2 separate regions of the Sus scrofa genome follow, and region 1 is linked to region 2. The links are chromatin contacts, called in public HiChIP or PLAC-seq maps. All regions are on one chromosome and are shown on one strand. Each heading gives the region's core, a stretch centred on a gene start, on an enhancer-like site or on the middle of the called end of the contact. The rest is flanking DNA. Distances are from core to core; before and after follow the strand shown. Region 1 overlaps UBR4 (E3 ubiquitin-protein ligase UBR4). Region 2 overlaps IFFO2 (intermediate filament family orphan 2).

Region 1 (6,936 bases), core at 3,445-5,944, 150 kb after region 2:
CCACGGCACCCACAGCCTGGGAGGACGCGGGATTTTCATCCTGGGTGGATTTTCCTAGCACTGGCCCAAGTCACCTCCCCCTGCTGTCATCTGATGCTTGGTTATGAAATCCAAACAAAATTTAATGTGCTTGCAATTTGGATGACAAATCTGCTGTGCAGAGCACCTGGACACAGCAGAGAACAATGAGCTGCACATTTACTGGCTATCAGGGCTGAGCAACCGTCTGAGGACGTCTCACGGGACAGCGTTCAGGGTGCTGCCCCGTTCCTATCAGCAGAGGTGTTCTTTGCTCTCTCTTTTTTATTTTTTGGCCATTTCTTGGGCCGCTCCCGTGACATATGGAGGTTCCCAGGCTAGGGTATAATCGGAGCTGTAGCTGCCAGCCTACGCCAGAGCCACAGCAACGCGGGATCCGAGCCGCGTCTGCGACCTACACCACAGCTCATGGCAATGCCGGATCATTAACCCACTGAGCGAGGCAGGGATCGAACCCGCAACCTCATGGTTCCTAGTCGGATTTGTTAACCACTGCGCCACAATGGGAACTCCTCTTTTTTTCTTTTTCTTTTTTTTTTTTTTTTTGTCTCTTGATGTTTACTTCTTATCGTCAGGAATCAGAGTTGAAATTCTCCACGGCTCCCCAGGGCAGCTGTGACACAGATGTCTCAGCCCCCAAGAGGCAGGAGAAGACGGGTAATTCTCTGAACTGTCGTAAAAAGCCAGGAAGCAAAAGGGGCTCTAGCGATTCTCCAGCTGTGCCCCACCGGGAATCCGCTTGGTCTTCAAAGCCTCAGTTACTCTGTCTGTGAACAGGGATCAGCCCATCTCCACTTTGCACGCCTGCATGAGCAGAGGCACAGGCCTGGGGTGAAGTGGCTGCTGTCCTGTCACCAGCGAGGTCTCAGCAGCAGCCCACAGGCCAGGTCGCACCTGTCTTTTCCCGCATGTGGAGATGAAAGCAATGGCCAGCTCCACTAAAGCAGGCCTGGGCTTTGCCCAGAAGGTCTGTGAAAGATGAACAACCCTGACACTGACCGGCGGCATCGAGGAACTCGGAGAAGGTCTCCACGGGCATGAACTCCTCCTGGAAGGCCTTCAGGGCCTTGTCGGCAGCCTCGTGGATGGGCATGTCGTTGTGGCGGATGTACTCCGCGAGCGAGCAGGACCAGCCTCCCTCCGTGTTGCTGGTCGGCACCTTCTACAAGAACCAATGCGAGACGGGCCGGGGTGGGGGGGGCACTCAGTGCCTTGGTGGGGGGGGGGGGGCACCTCCCACACATCTCGGTTTCCCCGGAGGATGTGCTCTGCCTCCAGAACAGAACTCCCCTCCGCTCCTCTCACAGCCCCTGTTAAGCAGGGCTCGTGTGTCCCACGAGCTCCAACAGGCCATGGATGTGCTCTTCCACCCCACACCTCCCACACCCGCACCTCCCCGAGAGGGAGGCCAGGGTGCTCTCGCGGAGCTGTTTTCATGCAGGTGATGAAAGGACCTCCCGCCTCCCTGCTGATCCTCTCAGGCAGAGGGGAGTGTCCCTATTAGAAGCTCGGCTGGAACAAGTCACACTCACACAGGGCAACGGGCTTTACCCAGAGGGACGAGAGCAAAGAAAGGGGGACTCGGAGGGGAGGAGATGCACCTGCAGGAGAGGGTCTGCGGCAGCCTGAGGCCGCAGGCCTGAGCGAGAGGGGAGCCCTCCCACGGCGGGTGCAGCCTGTTTCAGGCGGAGGCCGTGGAGGAGCAGGCTGCCAGGGCAGGGCCGCGGGCACCAGCCCGGGTGTCTACGTCCTCGCCAAAACCCGCACTACCCCCGGTTGGCCCCTTACCTTAAACATGTTGTAAATGAGATCGACGAGAGCCCAGAAGAGAAGGGAAGAGCGATACACGGAGTAGTCCTTCACCGCCTTGTCTGTCAGCCTGCAACAGAAACCAAAGCCCATGTCCGTGCAGAGCCTGGGAGGACACAGCACAAGGACAGAGCCAAGCATTCTGGGAGCTGGGGAAGGGTCACGGGAGCTGGGCGTCACTCGCTCCAGCCACCAGCCCCTCTGCTCAGAAGAAAGCAGCTGGGACAGGGCTTCTGAAGCCCTCCGACTCAGTGGTTTATTCCCCACAGGGCTTTCCATGAACGCGTCCTGTCCAGCGCTGACTCGGCTGAGTCAGGGCCAAGCGGAGAGGGGAAGATGTAAGATGCACCACAGCTACCGCCAGGCTGCTGCTTAAGGAGATCGCGGGGCCCAGTGTCCCTGAGTTTAGCCCCGGCCACACGCTGGGACTTCGAGGGACCTGGTAAATGACGTAGGAAACGAGGTTCTACTTCCATCTTTACATTCCACCGGAGAATTTTTACAAACAGTCAGCAAACCTAAACCAGCCATAGTATTCAGTCCACCACGTGCCGTGCTAGAAAGCAGCCAGCTGTCAGAAACCTGGTCTGAGCAACAGCATTGCCTCGGATGGAAGCCGCAACCGCCCCAACGCCTCCCAAATCCTGGGTGAATCCTGGAGCTGCTCACCACACCCCTTCATTTCTAACCAGTATCGTCACTACTTAGTCCAATGAGTCAGTTTGGGAGTAGAGACCAACCAGGCCCTTGGGAAACCGGGGGCTGCCAGGGACAAGAGCACCCACAGCCTCCTCGACAGACACTCCCAGCCCGAGGACTGATTACAACAGGTACGGCCCCTGGGAAATACGGAAAGACCAGACGCCCCTCTGCACAAGGAGTGAAGTGTCAGGGCTAGGATTCGGTTTCTACAACCCAAGATCTAGGAAAGGCTTCGTCTGCAAACCACCTTTGTGTCTGTAATAATAAAGGGTAGATAAGCCCTTACTGTGGAGATTCCACACCTTGGAACAGAGTCCGTAACGGAAAGGATCAGAACTTAGTACTGTAATGCATGTGTGGGGGGTTCCCACCGTGGCTCAGAGGTCAAGACATCTGATTAGTATCAGCATCCACGAGGATGCAGGTTCAATCTCTGGCCTCGCTCCGTGGGTTATGGATCCGGGCTTGCTGTGAGCTGTGGGGTATGTTGCAGATGCAGCTCGGATCCTGCATTGCTGTGGCTGTGGCACAGGCTGGCAGCTACAGCTCCTATTTGACCCCTAGCGTGAGAACCTCCATATGCTGCAGGTGGGACCCTAAAAAGCAACAAAAAAGAAAAGCATGTGTGGGCATAATGAGGGTCTGCCACTGTGGAATGTCGTCTTCCCCTTAAATTCCTGTCCCTGAACCAAAGGATGGTTATCTCGCTGAACTTGAATGCAGGCCTTGCTTCATCTTCTGCCTAATGACCTGAGGCATACCTCATGCTTCTATTTATGGTTTTACAGTTAAGCCAGGCTGCTTCACTCCACAACATTCTGACGGCTTTCTTGAGCCATCTCAACTTACAGCGATCTCCCGGAGTCCCCCAGGTTTCCCTCTCTGTCTATGGTCCTTACTGGGCTTCACGACCGCCTGCGTAACTATGCTACTCTATACCTATCATTTGGGAAAGCATTCTTCTAGCACAAAACACTTCTAATGGGTATCCCCAAAATAAAGATGTCCACTGATTCCACAATAAATAAATAAGACGTGCGTGTGTGTTGTGTGTATACCCATGTTTACATACGCTAGACTCATAAAAATAAAAACAAGCCAACAGGTGATTCCTTACAGAAGCTGCAACTAGACTGTATGGGTCTCCTGGGACTACCTAGCATGGGACAGGCCATCCCCACCTGCATTCAGTAAATGTTTAAACTACTAACAAAAGTGAAATGAAAGAATAAAGTGAGGCAACTCTGCTAAAATATGCTACCTGTACCTTCCCTCCACAGCGCCCAGCCGCTGCCCTCCTGCCAGAAAGGGGGAACTACTGCCAGGTGGGCTGAGGGGAGGGTGACCTTTGTTCTCTGCAGGCAGACCCGGTAACAGAAAAGGCTAGCAAAGGCCTCGGCTTAAATTCCTGCCAGTTCCTGGCAGAGGAATCTTTTTCCTGAATGTAAAACCTGCAGAACAACTTCTCTTGTGCAAATTCCTAGCTTTTTGTGCATCTGCCGCTACCTCCTACCCCATAATGGGCTCAGTGACTCTGCCTCAAGCACCAGGACGTTCCCTCTAAATGGCCCTCCTGGGAGGAGTCCCCACACCATGCCAATGCCCAGCACCCTGTCAGCGGCTTCAGGAGCCCCACTCACACCCCTACACCATAACCAGGGCTGTGCCTTGTGGATCTTCTGCTTTAGCAGCAGGAATCTTCAGTGGCCCTGCCCTAACCTAGTTATTTAAGACTAATCAGTAAAGGTGACTAATGTGCTACAGAGAAAATGGCCACACGAACACAGCTCACACTGGATTTCCTAATTCAGCTGTGACCAAACTGGCTTTTCCTTAACTGCCCAGGACAGTAATGAATCCTAGTCTCCTAATTGAAAGCAAAACAGCTCCTGTGGGTTCAGATTTCACACCTGTCACCGAGAGCCCGTGCCCAGTCAACAGCCACTTTATGTGCTGTGGCCACAAGCCGAGCCTGGCTTATTGACAACTTAGTCTCTTGCAGATCTAACTTTTGACTGCTAGCAGCTAGTTAACTATCAATGCTTCAGACTCTCAGGAAAGGCTGGAAAGTGCACTGTCTGGCATGGGGGCAGAGGGCAGGTAGGGACCCAATAAGACTGGCCTGCTGCTACTCTACACAGAGGCTGGCACTGGCTGGAGATTCAGCCTGGTCTCTCTGGGCTGGGAGGTTCCCATGACCAGTGACTCTGTAAATCAGGGTGATGGAGGGAGAGGCACCAGGTGTGCACATTCAGGCCCACAGCTGTCTCCACCTGGTCTGTCTGCACCTAGTCTGTCACCAGGGGCCTCAAAGCTCCCCCACCACTCCCTCCCTGAAAACGGTCCCTCGGATGCTAGCGGAAGCAGACACATGAGGACAGACCTTCCTGGAGCGAAGCAGGTTTCCCTCGAGGGGCAGAAGCAAGCTGACAAACCCACACCCTGCTCTGAAGCCCAGGGCAGGCAGACTGTGCAGGGCCACCCGGCTCAGCATGGTGCCACGGAGTCCACTGAGCATGTGGCAGTCCGTGCGGTCGTCACAAAGGGCTTCTTGTTGTTTGCAGCTGTTTCTCTCAAGACAGCTCCCAGCTGACCCAGATCAGAGCACCGGGTCAGGCAAACGAGACCGCATCCTTCCTGAAATGCCCGCCTTCTTCAGAGGTGTCCACATGCACAGTAGAGAAGGAAAGGCTCAGGGAACATGGCGCAGACAGGACAGGAACGTGACAGAGGGAGACGACGAGCTTTTAATGATCAGAAAAGAAGCTCCCCAGCCATGGCCCTGAGGAAACTTTGTTAGTTTACGCCCAGACCAGCAAGAGTCAGAAAAGCTGGCTTCCTGCCTCAGCTGCCTGTCGGCCCTAACTCTTCTCCTGAGAAATCTCACCCTGTGCCTGGCTAGCTTCCTCTCTGAGAAATTTTCCAGAGGCACCTGGCTCCACCCAGGTGCCTGATCCAGAGAAGGCAGGTGCCTGTCAGCTTTCAGGCCCAGATTCTTGATGTGACGGACCACGAAGGGTTGTGGGCAACTACCAGTCCAGGAAGGGCGCCTCCCCTTAGCACACACACACTGCTGGGGACTTTCACTCACAGTGGGGACAGAGTCCAGGTGACAGGCAGCCTGGGAGACAGCTTCTTGAAACAGGTACTGACCTGGTGGCTCCCCCTGGAGCCACTGCCCGGGCCTGAGAGGTCACCAGCAGCCTCCGCAGGATTTCCACGCGTGTGGCTCTCCACTTCTCGGGGGGCAGGATGTGGAGGGCCAGGACTGTGAAATAGTGGGGCCCGTCCACTTCAAAGGCACTCTCCACCCACTTCTCCTTGGGCTGCTCCAGAAAGCCCTGGAGGTTCTTCTCCTCTCGGGAAGTTGCTCGGGTTCTGGAACAGAAGGGGTGGCATGAAACCAGTGCAGAAGCCTCAGGAGGGGAGGAGGGTCTGCTCAATTTCCCGTCTTCTTTTAAGTTTCCTGAATGCTGGGCTCCCCGTCCCCCACTTCAAGCATGGCTCCTTCCCTCCTGAGCCCTTCTTGGTGGCATCACCCTTGTCCCCCACCCCAGTCCGGCTCTGACACAGCTGCAACAGTGCATGTGCCAAGCGTTGTGTATTCACACACATGCCACCATCCAAGGGTCCCAATGACTCCGGAAGGGTCCACGGCCCCTTTCTACCTGAGGCCCAGGAAGGGAGGTGACCAAGCCCAGTGACTGAGCCCACAGCCCGCAGTCCCCCCCCACGCGGTCTCATGACGGATGACTGTCCATGCCTGCCCTGGACTCTCTATTTGGCTCTATTCTCTTATGTACCTACGCCCCCCCTCCTCCGTTAGAACAGCGTCTTCTGAAAGGCACACATGGCTTCTCATTCTCGCTCTTGCCTAAATAATGATCATCATCACCTTCAACGCCAAGAACCTTCTACGTGCTTTCTACGGATTGTCTCTTCTAATCATCACAGTGACCTCATCAGAGGGGCAGTATCCTGATGTTACAGAGGGGAAACTGCAGCCCAGAGAAAGCAAGCGTTTTGCCCCGCCACACAGTGGGAAGGAAGGAAGCGGGCTCTGACCCAGTCAGTCTGGCTCCAGCCCACCCCACACCGACTCTCCACCCTGCGCCACGATGGAACTCCAAAGAGTCACTGGATCAGACTGAGAGATCACCTTCTTATCAGATACTTCTAACTACATGCCTCCCTTTTAACCCGGCTGGTGCTCTCAGGCCAGGAGTGCCTGACGCCCTGTCCTAATTCTGTAGGGGAAACAAACAAAAGCACAACACCAGCAGCCACTGAATCAAAGTCACCAGGGCTGCAGATGGCACTGCCAGACTCTGCACCGTGAGAAAGGAGGTGGGGGTGGGCAAAGACCGTGGTCCCTTAGCCGCCATG
Region 2 (7,168 bases), core at 561-3,060:
TCCCAGAAGGCAATTTTTTTTAATGCTTGAAAGAGCTTTGCATGCCTTCTCATGGGGTCACCACAATGGTGGCTGAGAGGAAAACAAAGGCTGAGAAGGTAAAGTTTGCTGCCCAGAGCACACAGCTGGCAAGTGAGGAGCAGGGCCCAGAGCACAGAGCCGCCGAGTCAGAAGAGCAAGAGAATGTCCCCAGACCCACCATGGAGCGCCCGCTGGGGCTGGGAGCCCACCCAGTGACACGCCTACCACTCTCTTCAGAGCTCTCAGCCCCAGGTTGGTGCCTGCAAGCCAGGGGCAGCACCTGGACTCCCGTACTGGAGCTTTCCACAACACTGGGTGGTGCCTTCAGCCCCGAGGCCGGGGAAGCGAGGCTCCACCGAGGAGAGATTGAGGAGCAGGAGGTAACGCAGCACTGAGGCTGTGCTGGGAACTGCCCCTGGCTCTGCCCCTCGGCCACATGGCTCTCCTGAGAGCCTCCTCCAGCCAGGATCTCTTACCTCCTGCAGTGTGTCCACCATGGTCTGGAGATTCATGCGCTTAGCAAGCTCCTCCTCCCATCTGCAAAAGCCAAGAAGGACAGTGGTCAGAGGGGCCTCCTGAGGTCAGTCCCACCTCAGACACAATGCCGGCACCCACCCTGAGCCCGTCCCCGGGCTGGGCAAGGACCTGACTCCATCCCCATCTGTCCCTTGGGAGCTGCCAGTCTAGGGTGGGTGGGTGGGTCAGTCAGGTTGACCCATAACCATAATACCAGGTGGTACTAACATGTGCCAGGCTGAAGGCATGAGAGCACCCCTGCAGGGAGACAACGGCAGAAGGGACCACCACCCCCGCTTCACACAAACTGTAAAGTGCTATACAAATACTACGGCTCCTTCTGTTCTGTAAGAGGGAGTGCTGAGGCTGCTCTCAGGAGCCAGGCTGCAGCCAGCACCACGCTCAGACTCTCCTTTGCCCCTGCAAGAAGTAAACTTTTATTGTGCCAACCCCTCCAGTCTTGGAGTCTATTTGTCCTGCAGCCTGCCTGAACCAACAGCTATCTCCTGCCTCGCTGTTATTATCCCCATCTTACAGACAGGAAATTGAGGTTCAGAGAGGTTAAATATCTTGACCAAAGACACACAGCTAGTTAGTGGGTGGGGCTGGATGTCTCAACTCAGATCTGTTTTATTATATTAAAACAAAAAATAAACACAGCTCTCATCTATTTAATATTTGTGAAGTACCAGGCTCTGTTCCAGGGGCCTTACATGTATCATCTTCTTGGCTAAAGCTGGACAGGAAAGGACAGAAGGGAGAAGGCACACAGGGGCCCACAGTGTATCCCCCGCCTTAACTGGAGGTAGGATGGGGTGATAATCATAGGAGTTGCCACCACAATGCCAGCTCGCCTTATCTGACTGCTGACTGGGGACCAGGCACTGCTCCACCTGGTGCCATTCAATCCTCACAACAACCTCTAATGTAGGTGCCACCAGGATCCCCACATTACGGGCGAGGAAAACAAGGCAGAGTCAGGTGCCCAAGGTCAGAGTGAGGACAGGTGAGGCTCAGACGCAAACCAGGCTCCAGATTGAGTGCGTCACCCTGCCAGGCTCCCTGTAGACCCGGGACGCATCAGAGCCCCATCCCGCTCCCCACACAGATCCCCCTTGCTCCCCAGAGGGCAGGTCCTTCTCCGCCTCCATCCTGAGACGGGCAGACCAGGAGCTTCTCTTTCCTCACCCCACAGCTGCCTCCCTACATGGCCTCAGAGCAGGCAGGTCTGGAAGCCTTTTAGGATGCTGTCGGGGCCAGCTAAAAATAGGCCAGAGGGGAGGGATGGATGAAGAGTGGGTTACGTCACCGGCCTTTGGAAACAAGAGAAAACGGATACTGTTTGCACACACAGAGGAAAATTCCTCCTCTTTCCCACACAAGACACGATGGCCCTGGCCAGGGCTCCCAGAGGACACGCATGCACCCCCTCCCCCATCCCCTTTGGTCCTTACCAGCCCCCCTCCGCCCCGTGGCAGCAGCCAGGCTGAGATCTGCCCTGGACTGCAGAGTTCAGAACCCAGTGGCAGCGGGGCTGGGGCAGGGGTCCTGGCGGGGCTGAGGGGCATGGAGGAAGCTAAAGCGGCAGCAAGAGAAGCTAAAGGTCTAACGTAGGCAGGAGCATCTCCCTGAATACCCTCCTTGTACAAATAGGGAAACTGAGGCCCAGGGCACACAAAGAATTTGGCCAAGGTCACTCAGGATGGCGGCACAGAGGCGGCAGTCCAGGCCCAGGTCCACCATGGGAACAGGAAGTCCAGGTGGGGAGACATTCATGGGCCACCCTCACCTCCTCCCGCAGCCAGGGGCACCTGGAGCTTCCCTCGGGAACACAAGTCCCGAGCTGAATCATTTCTCCTGGCCGTGCCATCCTGGCGGGGGCAGGGAACTTGGTTCCAAAGCCCCTGAGCAGAGCAGGGACAAGGGAGCGCCTGGTGTGGCAGTGGCCGCAGCCTGGCTCCTGAGGCCAGCCTCGATACTGCGTCTTACAGCAGCAGCAGCAGCAGCAGGGGCAGCAGAGGAGGGGAGCCAAGAAGGGTGAGGCGCAGGCACCCAGGGGCACGTCACCCCCATGCACTCCCATTTCCCAGACAGGCTCTTGGGAAGGAGGCCCTGCCTCCCCCCTGCTCATTTTTCCTTTAAGCCACCTTCTCATGAGGAAGGTAGGGCAGGGGTCAATAGACCCATTGAACAGACAGGCAAAATGAGGCCCAGCAAAGGAAAACAACTTGTCCCAAGTCAACCTAGAGTGGAACTAAAGCCATGGCTTTGGTGGTCTGGACACTTCAGCTGCCATGGCAGTGGCTACTGAGTGGTGAGCACGGTCTGGGTCCCGAGCACTGGCTCGGTGCTTCATACACATCATAGCAGCTTCTGTGTGAATGATTAACCTTCTCAAGTAAAGAATTTTCCCCCAAACCCATTTTGCCGATGAGAGACCTGAGGTTCAGAGAGGTGAGGTAACTATCTAAGGTCACAGAGCAAGCAAGCAGGGATGGGACTGAAGCCTAGCTCGTGCTCTAAAGCAACCAGGTTCCCACTGAGATGTGCATGGGAACCTCTGAGGTATCTCGCTCTCACAGAGACCCAGATCCCGCAGGCCTGGGATGGGGCTCACTTCTAGCTAGCTGCCCTGCAGAAGGCACTGTGGCAGCCCCCTCGCCTGGCTGAGCTGCACCCCAGCAGATGAGCTTGCACAAACGATTTCACGGGCCTGCAATTTCCAGAGCTGGATGGGTGGGCAGCTGGTGCACCTGCCCCCAGGAGACCGAGGAAGGACCCCAGTGTATTGATAGCAGCTGGCTTGACAGACGAAACCCGTTGCTCGTACTGACGTCCCCTCCCAGCCGCGACGGGAAAGCTTGGCTTTGCTGGCTCTGAGGTTGACAGTGCAGAAAAGCTTTGCCCTTCAGCTGCACCGGCTGACTGGGATGAACCGATGGATGGGCCATGTTTCTGAAGGCACCCCAGATGCTCTGCATTCACTGCAACTCAGCCCAGGGGGAGGGTGCCTGCAGCTTAACCACAAACTGGTCCACCAAGTTGTGGGCTCCAACATTCCAAAACTGCTTCCCAGGCCTTGTCTTGTCCCCTGACCTGGATCTGCCCATGGGAGTAAGGTTTCTGCAGGACGGGTGTCTCAGGCAGCAGGACCCACATAAGCAAAGATGGGCCAACAGGAAGGCCAGGGGATGGCCAGTTGCCACCGAAAGGGGACACACCTACGATGGGTTGGGGTTGGTGGATGTCATGTTCTTTAACCTTTGCCGTCCTGACTTTTATGTCCAGCCCACTCCTGGGCAAGGGAGCTCACACAGTGGGCTCTGAAGCTGGAGAGAAATTGCCTCCCCATTTCACGGGTGGGAAAATGAAGACTCGGTGCACGCAGACAACTCCAGCCAAGGCCAAGATGGCCTGAAGCCCTTAGCCCCACGCTTGCCCACCCTGATCCACCAGCTCATAAAACTTCCAAATTCTATTCTCTTGAAGGGAGAGGAGAGAGGGAGGGTCACTGGTCACCTCCTAGGTAGTGTTCACCACGCTGGGTCTTCATATGTTTGTAAAATATAAAATGTCACTTAATCCTCCTCTAAAAATGGTCCCCATTTTGCAGATGAGGAAACAGACCATCAGAGGTAACGTGATGCCCCTTTCGCTCCCTCCTCCTCAGCCTCCTCAACTCTATCCATTCTCCCAGGCTTGTTTCCAATGTCCTCGTCCCCAAGCCTCAGCAGCCACTTCATTGTTTTCCCTCCCCGGGCTCAGGCTTGAGGCAGCAGGGCTCGGGGGGCCACCGTCCCCAGGCGGCCTGGCTGGGGCATCTCCTCAAGCATGGCTCTCACCCAAAACGCCAGCCCACAATGCCAGGAACCGTGATGGATGGGCCGTGCTCCATCTTCTCCACCTCCAAAGCGCTCAGGCCCCAAACCAAGCTGCTCACGGCCCCAACCACACCACAGAGACTTCTCTCGCCCCAGCACCTCACCCTCAGAATGCTCTCGCTCTCCCCCTACCTGCAGACATCCTTTGACAATAGCCTCGGACCCGTGCCAGCTCCTCAAAGTGCTCTTAGTCTACAGATGCTCATGCCAGCCTCTGCAGGCAGAATGGATGATGGTGGCAGTGACGATGGTGATGGTGGTGGTGGTGGTGGTGGTGATGATGGTAAGGATGATAATGATGGCGGTGGTGGTGGTGATGGTGGTGATGATGGTGACAATGATGATGGTGGTGATGATGGTGACAATGATGATGATGATGATAGGGATGGTGGTGGTGGTGGTGATGATGGTGGTGGTAATGGTGATGATGGTGGTGGTGGTGATGGTGATAGGGATAGTGATGGTGGTGGTGATGATAATGGTGGTAGTGGTGTGCTCAGAGAGTCAACCCAGAATGAGTGCTTATGACATGCCAGGCACCATTCTCAGGTGCTTCACAGGTAGAGCCTCATTTTGGTCTTGCAGTAACCTCGAGGTTAGGTTATGATTATCTCCACGTCATTGATAAAGAAGCTGAAGTCCACAAGCATGAGCACCTCACCCCACATCACACAGCCAGCAAGTAGGGGTTGTTTCCATTTTACAGAAACAAGAGACTCTCAGAGAATCTTCAGAGGCAAAGGCTGAAAGAGACCAAGGTTCACCTAGACCACGCCTTTGAGGGTTCAGATAAGGAAACTGAGGTGCAGGGTCACCTGGGAGTGGACAGCTCCATGCCCTCCCCTCCCCTGGCCCAAGCCAACACTCGTGAGGAGTGAGGCCGAAGGACATGAGTCCAAACCCGGGGTTTGCCTCTGATCTGTCGCCATCACCCAGAGCCTGGATCTCTCCATCTGTAATGAGATGGAGTATGTGAGCCCAACACATCCCAGGGACACTGTCTGATGGGCAGGTGACCAGCCCACAGCCACAGGCCGGCTCTGGTTGGACTAGGTCTCAGGGCCCAGCTTCTGGCCCGGCCCAGCCTACTGCCCCCTGCGACTCAATCACCACTGTCTCTCTGCTGACCAGTGTCCAAACCCCGTGGGCCTGATCCACAACACGGCCGTGCTGGACAAGGGCAAGGGCAGTCCAGGAGGGCAAAGGACAAGCAGGGGCACAGAGTGTGGAGCCCACTGGTCGGGAACGTGGATGTATAGGCAGGCAGCACAGCCAGGCTCTCCAGCACTCATCTTAGGAGGTCTCGGGCACCCTGTTGGAGCGTAGAGGAACCATGGAGCAGACGTGTGTTCAAGGTGAGAAAAGGGGTCAGGTCTAAAGCTGGGGGTCTGGCCCCTCCAGCAGCCAGAGAACTAGTTATAATTAAGACTAGTTATAATTACGACTATGCTCACTGCACATGGTAAGGAGTCGGACAGTTGCTGAATGGATTTGATGAATAAATGAATAACCCAAGTGACGATCACGCCTCGCTCCCCTGCCTGTCCCCTCCCCAGCCAGGGTGCCTGAGCCTGGAACATTCTCAGTCTGCTGGGCCCCAGCCTGGGGGCTCTGGGGCCTCCCCCAGGAGAGGTCAGGCCAGGCAGAGGGCCAGCCTGGGCAGGAAGTGGGCAGGAGGAAGGAGAGACCTTCCCACAGCCCTGCCGGCTGTGGAGGGGAGGCAGGGCCGTCAGGACAGTGCGGGCGGGGAGAGGAAAGGACACCGCATCTCTCGGGGCTCGGCCACCATCTTAGCAGATGGAGCGCACGTGTGAGGAAGAGGCTGGGATGGGGAAGGAGGGGGCCGCCCCGCCTCAGCCAGATGTGGTCTCCCCACATTCCTGAAGAGCCACCGCTGGACCACGTGATGGACGAGAAGTCTCCGCCGGCCACTGGGGGGAGGGGATGGCAGCTTCAACAGCAGCCCCCACCCCCAGTCAACTCGCGGGGCCAGTCTCTCCCCTCCCCCATCAGCTCAGGATGACACATGGACCCGCAGGAAAGGGGCCACAAAGCCTGGCCCGCTGAGCAGCGGAAAGCCAAGCTGAAGTCACTGGCAGAGGGACTGACTCAGAGATTTTTCACTTCCTGTGCAGTCACGGAAAGAGGCTCCGGGGCTCCAGCTCTAGGGGAAACGGGGTGCAGCCCCAGTGAAACAATTTAGTCTCCTGGGACAGCCCTGGGGCTTCTGGGGAGAAAGTCCTAGAGACTCCTGGGTAGCAAGAAACTAGGTTGGAATCCTGCCCCTGCCACTTCCCAGCTGTATGACTCTGGGCAAGTCAGCCACCCTCTCTGGGGCTCAGTGGCCTCATCTGTGCGATGGGAAGCACCCCACCCCTTTAGAGGGTGGTTGGGAGAGGTACCTGAGGTGGTGCAGTGTGATCGAGAACACCTAGTCCCACCCCGACACTCCACGGCTCAATCTGATCTGGAGAATCCCACGGCTGGCTCCAGTGGCCAGACCTCAGAGAGCTGGGAGGACGCCCCAGGAATGGTCCACACCTTTCAAGGGGAGGCGGGCTGCCGGCACACCCAGGCCAACTCACTCAGGTGATGGGAAGCAAAAGCTCAGGGGAGGCTGGAGTGCAGAGCCGTCAGTGGAAAACTTCATTCTGGGCCAAGCGTGGGCCCTGCCTCGGGCGGAGGGCAGAAGGGTGGAGGGCAATTGCTCCCCTGGCATGGGGAGCTCACCCACTGCAGCACAGCCAGGT

Evidence for each region. HiChIP or PLAC-seq counts read pairs in DNA pulled down with a chosen protein or histone mark.
Region 1: an H3K27ac HiChIP or PLAC-seq map of skeletal muscle shows a contact between it and region 2. The contact joins two enhancer-like sites. A contact is called at or near these places in 12 of 47 Hi-C or Micro-C datasets (embryonic fibroblasts, fetal liver, fetal skeletal muscle and 7 more) and 2 of 2 datasets of contacts at active chromatin or transcription factors (alveolar macrophages and skeletal muscle).

The regions. Positions count from the first base shown.
Region 1 is chr6:77,570,062-77,576,997 of Sscrofa11.1, forward strand. It overlaps UBR4 (E3 ubiquitin-protein ligase UBR4), which reads right to left. Exons shown (of 108, transcript XM_021095464.1): 105 at 5,704-5,928; 106 at 1,828-1,918; 107 at 1,039-1,201. Among named protein-coding and RNA genes, the nearest start is that of IFFO2, 120 kb to the left of the region's middle. Within about 2 kb of position 4,695, at least 14 of the 83 cell types and tissues checked have an H3K27ac peak or open chromatin away from gene starts, as enhancers often do. A contact at or near this core is called in fetal skeletal muscle and skeletal muscle, where this site is marked.
Region 2 is chr6:77,421,306-77,428,473 of Sscrofa11.1, forward strand. IFFO2 (intermediate filament family orphan 2) reads right to left here. Exons shown (of 8, transcript XM_021095463.1): 2 at 498-558. Among named protein-coding and RNA genes, the nearest start is that of ALDH4A1, 21 kb to the left of the region's middle. Within about 2 kb of position 1,811, at least 32 of the 83 cell types and tissues checked have an H3K27ac peak or open chromatin away from gene starts, as enhancers often do. A contact at or near this core is called in fetal skeletal muscle and skeletal muscle, where this site is marked.